Linked DNA regions of Mus musculus: region 2 is linked to region 1. A link is a contact called in public HiChIP or PLAC-seq data. All regions are on one chromosome and are shown on one strand. The core of a region is the stretch at or near the end of the contact, and the rest is flanking DNA. Distances in the headings are between cores, read along the strand shown.

The links. HiChIP or PLAC-seq counts read pairs in DNA pulled down with a chosen protein or histone mark.
Region 2: an H3K4me3 HiChIP or PLAC-seq map of stem cell-derived neural progenitor cells shows a contact between it and region 1, with 9 times the contacts expected there. The contact joins the promoter of Atf7 here to the promoter of A330009N23Rik in region 1. A contact is called at or near these places in 3 of 39 promoter capture datasets (hippocampal neurons, pre-B cells and stem cell-derived epiblast-like cells) and 1 of 115 datasets of contacts at active chromatin or transcription factors (stem cell-derived neural progenitor cells).

What each region holds. Positions count from the first base shown.
Region 1 is chr15:101,223,225-101,226,495 of GRCm38.p6, reverse strand. A330009N23Rik (RIKEN cDNA A330009N23 gene) reads left to right here and starts at 1,310. Exons shown (of 3, transcript NR_045328.1): 1 at 1,310-1,522; 2 at 2,863-3,015. It overlaps Grasp (GRP1 (general receptor for phosphoinositides 1)-associated scaffold protein), which reads right to left and starts at 2,289. Exons shown (of 8, transcript NM_019518.3): 1 at 1,952-2,289. The coding sequence starts at 2,194.
Region 2 is chr15:102,623,486-102,626,752 of GRCm38.p6, reverse strand. Atf7 (activating transcription factor 7) reads left to right here and starts at 1,289. Exons shown (of 12, transcript NM_001310067.1): 1 at 1,289-1,391.

The DNA.
Region 1 (3,271 bases), core at 61-2,560:
GACAAGGGGCTATCCTGGGGCAGATGCCGACAAGGGGCTATCCTGGGGCAGATGCTGACAAGGAGCTATCCTGGGGCAGATGCTGAGGAACCCTTTCTGGAAGGACTCTCACCTGAGCCCAACTCTGACACAGCACCCCACTTCCTGCTGCCTGTCTTTTCCTTCCTAGCTACACCTCTGCTTTGGCGCTAATTTAACTATTTGCCAAATGTAGCTGCTGTTATCACTCCCAGAGTTCACACGGTCCCTGGGACCTCAGGGTCACATCTATTCTGGGTTCTAGATCAGTAAACTCCACCTCTGCTAACCAGCTTGGAGAAGCCTGTGACTCTAGAATAATCTCACCACTGGCATCATGTCTGATGGGTCCAGACCTTCCGGGCCCCAAAAGCTGAGGCAGGAGCTTCCCCGAGTTGAAGAAGGAAGCCATAGACTTAGGGTTCTTACTCTACAGATTCCCACCAGCTGAGTCTGTCCATTTAATGGTTCAAGCAGACCCAGTATTCAGGAGAGCAGAGAGCCAGGGGCCTGGCAATGACAGCCTGAATGTGACAGAGGTGCCAAATCTCCTAAGAACAGGTTGCTTGGGGGTAGGTGGGACAGTAGATTCCAGATGAAGCTGGCTGTATGCCCTCCAAACCTGAGTCTCTTGATATTGCCATGAATTTTTTTCTAGAACAAAATAATTATTGAATAAATAAAAACAAGTAAATCTCAGAATCAAACTTGTCTCACTATGCTTGAAAAACTGGGAGCTTTTTTTGTTTTTTTTTTTAGAATGTCCTGAACTCTTCCGGACCCCAGATAACCTAAAAACAACCTCTGTCCCTCCTAAGATTTTAGTTCTTGGAGGAAGTCTCATCTGGGACCAACCCTTTCCCCAAGTGCCAAACTGCCTGAGGCCTTCCTGGTCTGTGCTTTTGTTAACACTCTCTACCCCCATAAGCTACCCTAAAGCAAGGAAGAGAAGGGGACCCTCTTCCTCCAGAAGCAGACTAACCTCTGGGTGGGGACAGTATCCAAATAGGCCAAGAAGGAAGGACCGGTCAGTACAGAGAGACCCCTTTGTTTTTCAACCCGATTTTCATAAAATGCAAGTTCTCAACAAGCTGTTCATTGTGTGTAGGGGGAGCCAGGGACCATGAGAGAAGGAGGGGGCCGCATAGGGAAGGGCTACCCATTCTTTCTCTTTAACCTGGGTCTTGGCTCTCAGCATCTGAAGACTCAGGTTCTCTCAGGCCAGAGGAAGAGTTTCACTTAGAGGGAGACTTAGGGCAGAGGGCGGGTGCGGCCCGCATCCTTCCTGCCCTGTGACTCTCCCACAGCGTCCGGTCCTGGCTGAAGTTAGAAGAGCTACGCTTTCACATCCCGCATCTAAGATGCGGTACAAAGCACGAGGCCCTGAGCCCAAGAAGCCGAGTGTTCCTGCGGAGGGGGAGTTTTTGGGAATTCGCAGCACTACTTCTAAGGGGCCATTAATCTCTCTCCCGCCCAGGGCTCCAGGACCCTCAACTTGTTCGAGGCAAGTGGTGAGGTTCCTTCTCTATCCCTGCTCCAACTTGAGAAGGTGCTTGGGCGGCAGGGTCCTGAGAGTTTTTAGACTTCTGGACACCCGCAGGCGGAGCAGGAGGCGGCAGAAAGCCAGATGGAGCAAGCTGTAGAAAGGGGGTGCTGGGGCGGAGTTAAGGCAAGAGAGTGGGAGGAGATGGGGCATCCGCGTGTGGGGAATGGAGCGGAGAGCCACCCGAACTGGGGGCGTTGTGATGGCGGGGGCTACAGCCTTCTGAGACCCGAGTGGGCAGGTTTGCACCTTCTGGGCGGAGCAAGGCGGGTGGCCCAGGGTCGCAGGGCCGGGGAATGTGGCAGTCATCGGCGCTGCTGCGGGTGAGTGTATCCTGCGGAAGGAAGAAGGCAGGGTACCGAATCTGGGGATGCAGGTTAAGTAACGCACCTTTCGGCGAGGCAGGGTACCCCCGGACACGGCGAGCGCGCGGTACAGCTCGGCAGGGTGATAGTCCTCCAGTGCTGCGTACAGCTCCTCCCCGGGGGCTCCGGGCGGAGCGGCGGCAGCCGGAGGGCCGGAGGGTAGCGGGGCGGCGCGAGCGGCTTCGGAGTCGGGAGCCCGGCCAGCGGGGTCCGGCGCGGCAGTCGCCTCCTCCTTCTGCTGCAGCTTCCTGAGTCGGCGGAGGGTCATGGCTCCGGCGTCCGGCGCCCCTCAGAGGCCGCGCTCTCTCTGCTTGATGGTGTTAGGGACGGCTTTGGGACGCCAGCCCAGCGGGCCGCGTGTAGCCTTGCTTTATAGACTCCCGAGAGGCGTGGGGAGCGGCCTCCAGTGGCCTCGCCCCCCGACACGCAGGCACCGCCTCCAGGGGGGGACCGCTATGGGGAGCCCCGCCCACAGTGCGCAGCCATCAGCCAGGCTCTGGGACACTCTGGGGGACTTGGGCGCTCAGTGGGGGAAATCTAGCTGCCCACGGCAGCGGGAGGGACAGGACATTTGGGGAGAGCAGGGGTTTATATGCTACCTGGAAGCAGTCTGTGAACGTACATTGGATGAAGTTAGGGAATGAATGATGGCCTTAGTGGTTCGTGGAGATGGGGGCACAATAAGGAGTGGTGGTAAATAAACTGGGGGAAGCTTTGAGGTCAGGGTAGCAGTGGGTCAGACTGCAGGAAGCCCTAGACTGGAGAGGGGGAGGCCGGGGCTGCGCAGGGGAGGGTTGGGGTTTCTGAAGAAGGAACTGGGAGAGAGGTACACCTCTGAATTCACCCAGTGGAAGCTCCCGGGGAGTGAGGGGCTAAGGGGTCCATCTTCCCACCTGCATGGTAGAAGAGATAACTAAAGCAGCCTTCCTTTCCCAGGGCTAGGAGAAAGGGAAGCTGTGGAAACCTGCAAGCAGGTTTAAATCCGAGCCCTACTGGGGCCACCCCAAGGCTTGAAATCACCTCTCCACTCTGGATGCTGGAGTTAAGGCTCTCGTTCCTCACCTGGGGTTTGGAATATGCCCAGAGTAGGTGAGTAGATCCTCGGAGTTGGGGCATGACCGGCGCTGAGCCTTTCTCTAGTCCTGTCTTAGATACCATCCCTCAAGCTCTTTGTTACCATGGCTGCCAGGCTGTGGGAGAGGCGGGGATGACCCACAGCCCAAGTCTGTCGTCAGTGGCGCCCAAATAAGAAGCAAAAGAGGGAAGCAGTTGGTTGTCTAGCCACCACAGACGGAGCCTGGGGCTCCACATTCGGACATGAGACACCACGCGTGCTCTTTACATA
Region 2 (3,267 bases), core at 40-2,539, 1.4 Mb before region 1:
GTATACATTCAGGCCAGACAAGTGGCTCATACTTAATACAAGTACTTAGGTGGAGGCTGACACAGGAAAATGAGTTTCAGGACAGCTTGGCTTCAAAATAAGCCCTGCCTCATTCATAAATAAATAAATAAATAAATAAATAAATAACTTTCTCAAGAGGACTTCTCTCAATACTAGCAATAGTGTTTTTCCCCTCTTAGAGTTGCTTTCGGTCTCATTACCCTGAAAAGCTCTTCACTTTCTGAAGTAAGTATAATTATTGACTTATGACCTATCTCTCCCTCAACCGTAAAATAAAAATTCTGTCAGAGAAATTTTCCACATGACCAGGACAGTGTTGTGTGTGCTTTTGTTTTTGACGTAGTATGTGCTGTTGGTATTTCAATAAAATACTTGCTGGGTAACATATACAAATTTTAAAAAAAAAAATCACTGTGCTGTGGCTTCACACTGAGCTACACTAACAGTCCTACTTTCTCTCTGTAAGTGTGTGTGTGTGTGTTGTTCACAGGTATGGAGGGTTGTCCAAGAGACCAGATGACAACTTCAGGTTTGGTTCCTCAGAGCTATCCCCCTTATTTTTATTGTTTGTTTAACGCGGGATTTCCCACTGGCCCAGAAGGCTAGACTGGTGATCATCCATGGTCTTTTGGGGGTGGGGTGGGGGGTTGTTGAGACAAGGATAGCGCTGGCTGTCCTGGAATTCGCTATGTAGACCAGGCTGGCCTCGAACTCACAGAGATCCGCCTGCCTCCATGTGGCGATTAGAGGCGGGCGCCGCCGCGGTGAGGCTGGAGTTGAACGTACTTCCTCACACTACCATCGTAGCTCACACACAGCACACACCGGGCAGGGGCTTCGGCCAGTGAGGTGCTGTCAAGTGTAAAGCAGAAAGTGCAAGCAGTCACCTGCTCGGATCGACTCTTGCTTAACTTCCTCCACACAACTAATGACCAGCTTGGTGACTGAAGTCCCTCTCTTGGCTCCGCTCCCTTAATTCCCCTTTATCCGAGGGCTGCCTGAGACACTCTCAGTCCCTCCCTGCCTTTGCTTCACCTTCGGACCTCCACAGCTACAGACAGATCGGCAGCGTTAGACGCCAGGGCCGCTCTCCCCGCGCTGCCCACACTTTGCAGCCGAACACGTGCGAGTCGTGTGTACAGCGCTCGCCCAACCTTCCACTCAAGCCACGCTCACAGCAAGCCCCGCCCCTAGGCCCTGGTCCAACTCAGCCCCACGAGTCGCGCCCTCGCCCCCACTTCTCGCGAGAAGTGAACACGCCTGGCCGGACGGGAGGAAAGTATCTGCTCCGCTGAGGGGGGAAAGGAGGAGCAGGAGACAGATTGTGGGACCGAGCGCGGGCGGGCGGGAGGCGCCGGAGCTACCAGCGGGTGAGTCCTGTTAACATTAGCTAGTCCGTGGCCTGACAGGAGTCTCTCCTTCTACTCTGGCCAGTCCCAGCGTCCCGGGCCGGGGTCTCCCCTCCCAGTCTGTTGGACGGGGGCGCTGAGGCGGTGGCCAGGCCTGTCTGAGGAAGAGGGTGGGGCGTAGGCTAAAGACAACCAATAGGAGAGAAGGAAGCCACAATTGGCGGCCATGAGCGCTAATGGGAGATCGCCTTTACCTTGCGGAGTGCCGCCCTCTTCTCTTCTCCCGCCTCCTTCCTTTTGGAGGAAGGCGGGGCCAGAGGACTGAAGTGTGGGGAGAACTTGGGGTAAGTAGCCCCGGGGGGCACAGGGCGTGGCGAGGAAAGGGGGGTTGAATCCTGAGGGAAGCGAAGTCTAGTGGAAGTCTAATGGAGGGATCTTGGAGTGGAAGATAGAGGAGGACTGCTAAACTAGGTTGAAGACTCAAAAGATTTCCCAAAAAGTGGGTTTAGGGCTTGGCACTGCAGAAGGCAGAGGTAAATAGGCAGGAGGTAGGTTTGGGTGACGAGAGCCTGGCTCAGGTGAAAGCACGCGTTGTGTGGTCGAAGTGGAGCATTGGGAAACGGGGGTCCTGGCGTTTCGATTGAATTCAGAAGAATCTGAGCAAGAGACACGGTGTCAGAAAGTATGGATCTGGACAGATTAAGTGGATGAGTTTAGGAGGACATGTGAGTGGGTTGGGTTGCTAGAAGGCATCGCTTCGGTGATAATATGGAAATCCAGAGGGTAAGGGGGGATATTTGGAGAAGAGACAGCGACTGACATACAGTCTGGTTCTTTCTTCAGTCGGGAGACCGCCAGGATACTGCTTAGTGTTTTTTGGTGGATATGGCACCCAGACTGGTGACCAGCCAGCCAAAATGCTGGCCCGGGGGTTGAGAAGAAGAAAAGTAGGGCGCTACTCTGATTGTCATTTTTCCAGTGTTCCACTTTCCAAGTTTCATTTCTTTCAGAACACAGGGATGTGGGCCTGGGACTTCGCAGTCCAAGTTGGAGACCCGTTGGGACTTCTATGTTGCTCTGAAATGCTTATTATGTGCACTCACTGGGGTGTTTACTACCCAGGGCACCTCCTACCCAGATTCCCGTGTTACTACTTTCCTAACTTTGTTTTCTGCTTAGCAGAGGGTGTTTTAATATCTCTCAGGGTTCATATGAAGTATAGGTTTGTGGAGATGTGCAGGTTTTTTTTTTTTTTTAATTTCAGCAAACTCATTTGTTTCCTATGTTTAAAATTTTTTCAGCAGTATAATTTCTGAAGAAACTATAGGTACTCTAAACACTAACAAATAAATTTTGTTTCCTTAAATGTGAATTTTCCCTTTCGTTCATTAAGAGTTATTTAATGGATGATTGAACTTAATCTTAATTATCTTGTATATTTTCTTGTTTATTAATTGGGGCAGTGTTTCATATAGCCCAAGTACACCTCAGACTGAGATAACTGAGGGTGACCATGATCCTCCACCCACCTCCCAAGTGCTGGGATAATAGGTGTGTACCACCATATCCAGTTTATGTAGTACTAGGGTTCTCAGGGTCTTATACATGGTAGGTAAGAACTCTGCCATGTGAGCTACAGTCTTTAGCCCTTGTGTGTGTGTGTGTGTGTGTCTGTGGTTTATGTAGTGTGTCATGTAGCCCATACTAGCTTTGAACTCATTTTTAAATTTCTGATCCTTCTATCTCCACGTACCAAGGGTTGATACAAGCATTCGCTTCCATGCCCAGTTTATCAGTTTATGTGGCGCTGGGGATTGAACCTAGGGCTTTGTGCATGCACTGTACCCATTGAGCTTTATCCCCAGTCCACTTTTTATATTTTGAGTGGTGTGAGTGA